Linked DNA regions of Xenopus tropicalis: region 2 is linked to region 1. A link is a contact called in public Hi-C data. All regions are on one chromosome and are shown on one strand. The core of a region is the stretch at or near the end of the contact, and the rest is flanking DNA. Distances in the headings are between cores, read along the strand shown.

Region 1 (3,286 bases), core at 765-3,264:
GTGCATCTAAACATGATTATGCTCTTCCACATGGTCGCCAATGTGCCCATCCTGCCTCTTCTGATGAATGGTGGACAACTGGGCCTACTGTCTCTACAGATCCCTGCAGCTAACACTACCCTGGAACTGGCGGCAGCTCCAGGCTTCCCACAGCCGGTTGCAATAATAGATGCATCAGATTTGCACCCTGTGGATGTGACACAAACCTCACTCTGAAAATGTTAGACGCAACTTGCACCCAATTTGTGCCAGAACAAAAGTGCAGATTTACTGTGCCCTGGTCAGGAAAGGTCTAGTTGAACCTTGTGCTCCAACATAGCAAAGCTGATCCCAGTATCAGCATGGTGCCCATGAAAATAATATATATTAATAAAAAGAACATAAGAGAGACTGGGGATCTTCATTGTACAGATGTCCAGCACTAAGAAGGGTGGCAGCACAGCTGGTTTTTCTGACCCAGCCTGGTGCTAAAGGGGTTGTTTAAGGGGTAGTTCAACTTAAAGTTAACTTTTAGTATGCGTAGACAACTAGACAACTATGAGTAGACAATTCTAAGCAACTTTTCAGTTGGTCATCATTATTTAAATTGTATCGTTTTTGGATTATTTGCCTTCTTCTTCTGATTTTTCAAAGTCAGGGGGGGTCACTGACCCCAGCAGCCAAAAACTGTTGCTCTGTGAGGCTACAATTTTATTGTTAATGTAACTTTTATTACTTATCTTTCTATTCAGTCCCTCTCCTATTCCAGCTTCTCTTTCATACCACTCCTTGGTTGCTAAGGTAATTTGGACCCTAGCAGCCAGATAGCTGCCGATATTCCAAACTGGGAAGCTGCTGCACAAAAAGTGAAATAATAAAAACCCACAAATAATAAAAAATTAAGAGCAATTCAAAATTGTCTCAGAATACTCTGTACATCATACTAAAAGTTAACTCAAAGGTGAACTCACCCTTTAATAGGGAAGAAAGATAACAGTGTTAGCAGCCACTGAATGGGCAGTAGTCCTAACTAAGCCCCCCAGTATCCCTGGCAGCAGGGTACATAGCCTGTCCATAGAGAACATGATAGAAGTTCCATGTTTTGGAAGCAGGTCTGTGTACTGTTGGCAGGTAGAGGTGCTTTTCTGTGGATAAGAGACATCACTGAAAGTCTGCCAGGCTAAACTTGATAAAATCATCTTTGTATTAATTTCCTCATAACAACATTCTGGAGCTGCCAGAATCAGAAATTCCCATTATTGCTGCAAGCGGCCGGCATTCCACTGCCCCTACTCAAACAAAAAAAAAAGAAACAAAGCGAGAGGAAATAAAGAATTGTTGGCATTTTCTTTGCATTATTGCATTTTTCCGCCTCTTCCTTTGGTTCTTAGCATGCGTGCTGCACAGAGGAAAGTAACCCTGCTGCTTGGGAAGGGATTTAAAGCCACACAGTTAGGCCTTTCATTAGCTTGTCAGCTCTCTAAAGGGCTACATATATCCTATTTATATACTGTAGGATACTGAGCAACAGCTTAACAATAGATACGGCTCCACAATAGGGCAACTTCCACTCATATATATCATTAAATTCACAGGGGAATGTTATGTAAACACAATATAATAATATAATTCTGTTTAGTTTAGCTGACTTTGTTGTATGATTTCAAATTAAAATAACCTGTATGGAGGCATTAACACTGCTCTGCACAATCAGTATCTTTTTCTGAATATATTTTTTTAAATATTTCCCTCACTTGTGCATTCTACTGTGTGAGGGGTGGAATCTGCCCATTTTATGGACTGAGTATAAGTTTCCTTGAGTCAGACAGTCCAGCAGTTGGAGAGTGGAGTGGAAGTGGAAGAAGATCATGAGAGTGCCCAGTAGTATGAAGTAAGAAGGTGAATAATATATTCTAAATAATTAAGTGTAATTTGCACTTTGGCCAGTAGATGGCAGCAACCCTTAAGGCTGGCCATTTATAGGACTCCCTTGGAAAGGTTTTAGAGAGGGGGAGATCCTTGGCCCAGGAACCCATACAAGGGGGTTGGGCTAAGGGTTGAGTCTCTTTGGCCTAGTAGCATTTGAATGAACATTTGAGAATCCTGTAGCAGGTGCTTGGCAAGCCATTTTCCTGTGGGTCTAGTTAGTAACAGGGTAGCTGATAGGGTAGTCCTATAACAGATCAGCACAATGTGACAGGAAGCTGGGCAAGTGAGCAGGCTCAGCTCTGGCTCCATTGGGCGGTGGGGTTAGTGACCCTGGGTAGCCACAGATACGGATACAGCATGTAGGGCTCAGGTTAGTCCCAGGAACTTGAGATGCTGTAATTGACTATAGGACTAAAGTGGAGTGATGTGCAAAATGTTTCCTGAATAAACATGACAAGATGAAATGCATATTATTGTTACTTGGCATCAAATTTACACTGTATTGGCAGCCCCAGAGGCTGTGTCAGGGTATTGGGTTGTAGATGGAACTTCCTAGGATATTTTCTACCATGTTTAGGTTTCTCTCTATCAAGGTATTATTTATCCTATGCATATAACTTTATGGTTGTTTGCACCAGACATAACTGAAGAGTCATTAGCTGTGCCAAGGTAAGGGTTTGTGCTAGATGAATGCTGTGCCAAATGTAATGGTATTGTTATGGTAGGTTTGTTGGTCGCACACCATGTTTTACACATAATGAACCAATCTTACCCAGCATTCCAGTGTAACACTGCGTGCCGCAAAATGTGTCCATGAAGCATCCATCATGTGCAAATTGCAGCCCTCGGTGTGTGGGTTCCCTGACTGTTCTGTGTCAATAACACTGTTTGCGAACACAATTCAACTACCGCCAAAGTTTGCTTATAAACAGGGTCAGTATAAAATGCTCCCTCCTGATTAGTTGCTATAGATTACTATAGATTACTTGAACTAGTAGTAGTAGCAGAACTCCTCCAACCACCACCCTAATTATATTGAGCTGTCATGCTGGTCTGATTTGTGGTGCCATGGGTGGATTTTAATTAAGGCTAAGCCTCCCCAAATCAACACCAGTACATTTCTTAAATTATGGACATATTATACATTAGGTTGGCACTACATTTAACTTGTAGTGTGTTCTGGGTTATTATACATAAGACTGCCACAATATTTAGCCTGACAATTTCAGGGGCATCATACATAGAAATGGCACGTGAGAGGTGGCAGCACCCCTGAAGATCCTAGAAAGTCTTTGTGATTAAATTTCCACTGCATTTATTTTGCTGTGGGTTCTTGGGTATTATATGTGGGATACTAAAAAAGGAATGTGTAGAGAAT
Region 2 (3,284 bases), core at 38-2,537, 64 kb after region 1:
GAAAATGTTCTTGAAGCCAAAGTACTAGTCTCTACAAAAATGCAATACCCAATGCTAAACTTTGTTGTCCTTCATATTGTATCATTTAGCAAATCACAACTACAGTAAATGCAGAATGCCTTTATCCTGACTGTTGTGCCTGGTTGAAGTGACATGTTTCCTCAGCAGGTGGTGCTCTCTTTCATATTCCTCCCTCCCTTGCCTGAGTCTCTTCATGATCAGCAGAATGGCATGTAGATTTTTTCTGATGAACTGTGCAAAGCAGATGGTATATATACTGTATATATATATATATATATGCTACAATAGGGGCACATTTATTGAAGTGTGACAATAGAGTTCACTAGAGCTCTCCATTCAATCGTATAAGATTTTTAGGGGCATATCTATGAAAGGGTGAACTGTGTCCTTAAATATTTCCCTAAGCCTGTGATAGTATTGGGGACCTCTCATCCTTATTTCCCTATTTATTGCTTTTATTGTTTGTTTCCCATATAACTGCAAAATGATTGGTGGATTTACTCTTGCTATCTGAGCATAAAGGAAAGCAAACCCACACTTATAGATATTTTACCATAAAATATAAAACTACAAAAGAGGGGCATTGTACAAAGACTGGGGAACTGTGCAAAGTGCTAAAATAGGAACAAATTAGTCTCCACTGGGCCTTCTTTCATTGGACATAAAAATTAAGTAACCCTTTAAATAACTGGCACTGACCTACAGAGAAAGTGAAAGTGTCGTTTTTTATATCTTAGGTTGTCTCGTGGTTCGTAAGGGTACAGCATTCTTTTCCTGCGAATGATAAAGGAGTCTTTTCATATGGGAACAAATATATATCCAGTGACCTTTAAACTGTATTATTTAAAGAGTTTCTAATGATCCAGTTAAAAGGGACGAGCACATAGCAGTAAGTGCCATTATCCCTCATACTGTTGACACCCACATTCCAAGGAACCAAATGCTTTTTATAAAGAGGCCATTTAGGATATTGGTACCCGCACAGGAATGTGTAAATGTTATTTAAGATGCGAGTAAAGCAAACAGGCCCCACTGTTCCCCCCAGGGTGAGTGTAAATCACTGCACAAGCATCCCTTATGCACAAGGGGCAGCACTTGGCATTTGGCTTTGCTGCAGATAAAGTCATTTCTTCATATAATTTGTGATAATCATATGCAGGGGTGTAGTAAAACTAGAAAAACCCACCTGGAGATCTTAAACAACAGGGTAGAAATCATCTTTATTCCTGGCTGTGTCCCTCCCCTTCACTTTCACTTCCTGTATCCATAACCTTCAGGGTTGCCAGGTTGGCAGTTTTTTTCGCCAAATTGGGCTACTAATTTAAAGCCCAGGTGGGTTTCCAAAGTACAAACCCACCAAGGTAAAAATTTGGGCTAGTTTTTAGAGACTTGGTGGGTTTATAGTTTGGAAACTAGCCAAAGTTTTATTCCTCTGACATGCCTATCCCAGTGCATGCTGGGTAATGTAGTTTGTATCTTACATTTAGCCTTCAGCTAAGATTAATATAAAACTACAATACCCAGCATGCAATTATAGACAGAAGCTCCATTTTCTATTACTGTTTGCTGAACCTGAAGCAGGAAAACTACCTGCAACCTGCATGGACTGGGCACAGAGGGCAGGGAAACATCAGCCATCCCAGTAACTGGAGAGGGGCCGCAGAGCATGAGTAGTGATTATACGCTTTAAAAAGGCAAGTTTTCCCATTTATACTTTTATTTTTTAGAATTTTTTTTCATTGCGCAAATTGGCTTTGGCTGGTTTGGAAAAATAATTCTCATTACTCGACCCAGTGCTTAGCTGCTAATGCATATTAAAATAAAGAGCTAACATTCTTGCAGGGATGGATGGAACAACATTACATAGGGGACAATATTCAAGTCTAGAGGGGCCAGTTTTGTATAGCTCCACCCCCTGGGAAAATTGCCTTTGTGTAGTAACCCATGTTATAGGGGCACAACTCTGCAGGGCACCCATAACCAGATACTTGCAACAACCAACCAGATACTTGCCTTCTGTATTCTACCTGATGAAAGCTGATTTCTGATTTGTTGGGCTACTGCATTGGGTCAGTTTTAAGTAAAGGAAACCCTCTACAAAAGAAAGGCAGTTTGCAAGTTACCATATGTGTACCCACAATGCAGCATTGTCCCCATATTTCCAGCAAAATATCAAGCATCGGCTAAATGGTATGTGTGGCAACTTTCCTCATTGGCAAGTGGTTGCACAGGTGAGAATGGCATCTGGTTTTTACAGCATCATTAAAATGTGATTCACTAGGTGCAATTAAGGCAGATGTTAGTGCCAGTGCTCCATTTTATCCATACGCCCTCTGCTTTGCACTTGCACCATAAACAGAACTGTCTCATATAAGTCACATGGTCTGATTTACAAGACAATATTTATTTACCATTATGTCCCATTGCCTCATGTATTATACTTTTAGATTGTGAGTTCTATTGGGCAGAGCTCTTTTTTCCTTTTGTATCAGGAATTGGTTATATTTTTGTATATACTGCATACCACCCAACTGTCCCACTTTTCACGGGACAGTCCCGGTTTTTATGGCGCATCCCGCTGTCCCGGATAGTTCCATGAATGTCCCGCATTGCGGGACATTCATTGAACAATCCAGCACAGTGGGATGCGCTGGCTGGAACTGGACATTCTGGCTTCTCCTGCCGCTTTACTCGTTATGCCTCTCCTTGTGCAGCGCGACAGGCCCTTTTATAAGGTTGCGCCCCTGGGTACGTGTGACGTCATTACGCACAGTCGCGCAACCTTATAAAAGGGCCTGGCACCGCCGCACAAGAAGCCGCATAAGGGGAGAAACTGCAGACGAAGGCGGAGCTCCTATGGGGGGCTACTGTGTATGGGGGGCATTGTGTGTAGGGGGGCAAAACTGGTACATAGTTATAACTCACTTATAACTGACTGCCTTCTCTCTATATTTGTATTTTAATGTAGGAGTTGCTATATTGTTTTCCTTAGGTAGTACAGTATGAGGGTAAAGCACATTTGCGTCTGATCCCGGCATTTCATCTATATAAAAGGAGTATTTTTTTTTAATGGGGTGTGGTAATTTGGGCGTGTTTACAAAAGTGGGAGTGGTCAAAAAATTGCCACGCTTCGTGTGCCAAATCTTTTTGTCCCTCTTTTCATTTTTCAAATGTTGGTAGGTATGATACTGTAATCTGTATGTTCAATGTAAATTCCAATTTATAGTACTGCGCTGATACCTCATTAGAGACTCAAATATAGT

Evidence for each region. Hi-C and Micro-C count contacts between places; a contact is called where the count stands out from the background.
Region 2: a Hi-C map of neurula embryo shows a contact between it and region 1, with 2.0 times the contacts expected there. The contact joins the promoter of col8a1 here to the enhancer-like site in region 1. A contact is called at or near these places in 3 of 5 Hi-C or Micro-C datasets (brain, neurula embryo and tailbud embryo).

What each region holds. Positions count from the first base shown.
Region 1 is chr2:27,878,792-27,882,077 of UCB_Xtro_10.0, forward strand. The region is part of intron 2 of col8a1 (collagen alpha-1(VIII) chain); the gene reads right to left. Among named protein-coding and RNA genes, the nearest start is that of col8a1, 65 kb to the right of the region's middle. Within about 2 kb of position 2,015, at least 2 of the 11 cell types and tissues checked have an H3K27ac peak or open chromatin away from gene starts, as enhancers often do. A contact at or near this core is called in neurula embryo, where this site is marked.
Region 2 is chr2:27,943,654-27,946,937 of UCB_Xtro_10.0, forward strand. It overlaps col8a1 (collagen alpha-1(VIII) chain), which reads right to left and starts at 1,288. Exons shown (of 7, transcript XM_031896619.1): 1 at 1,208-1,288; 2 at 721-795.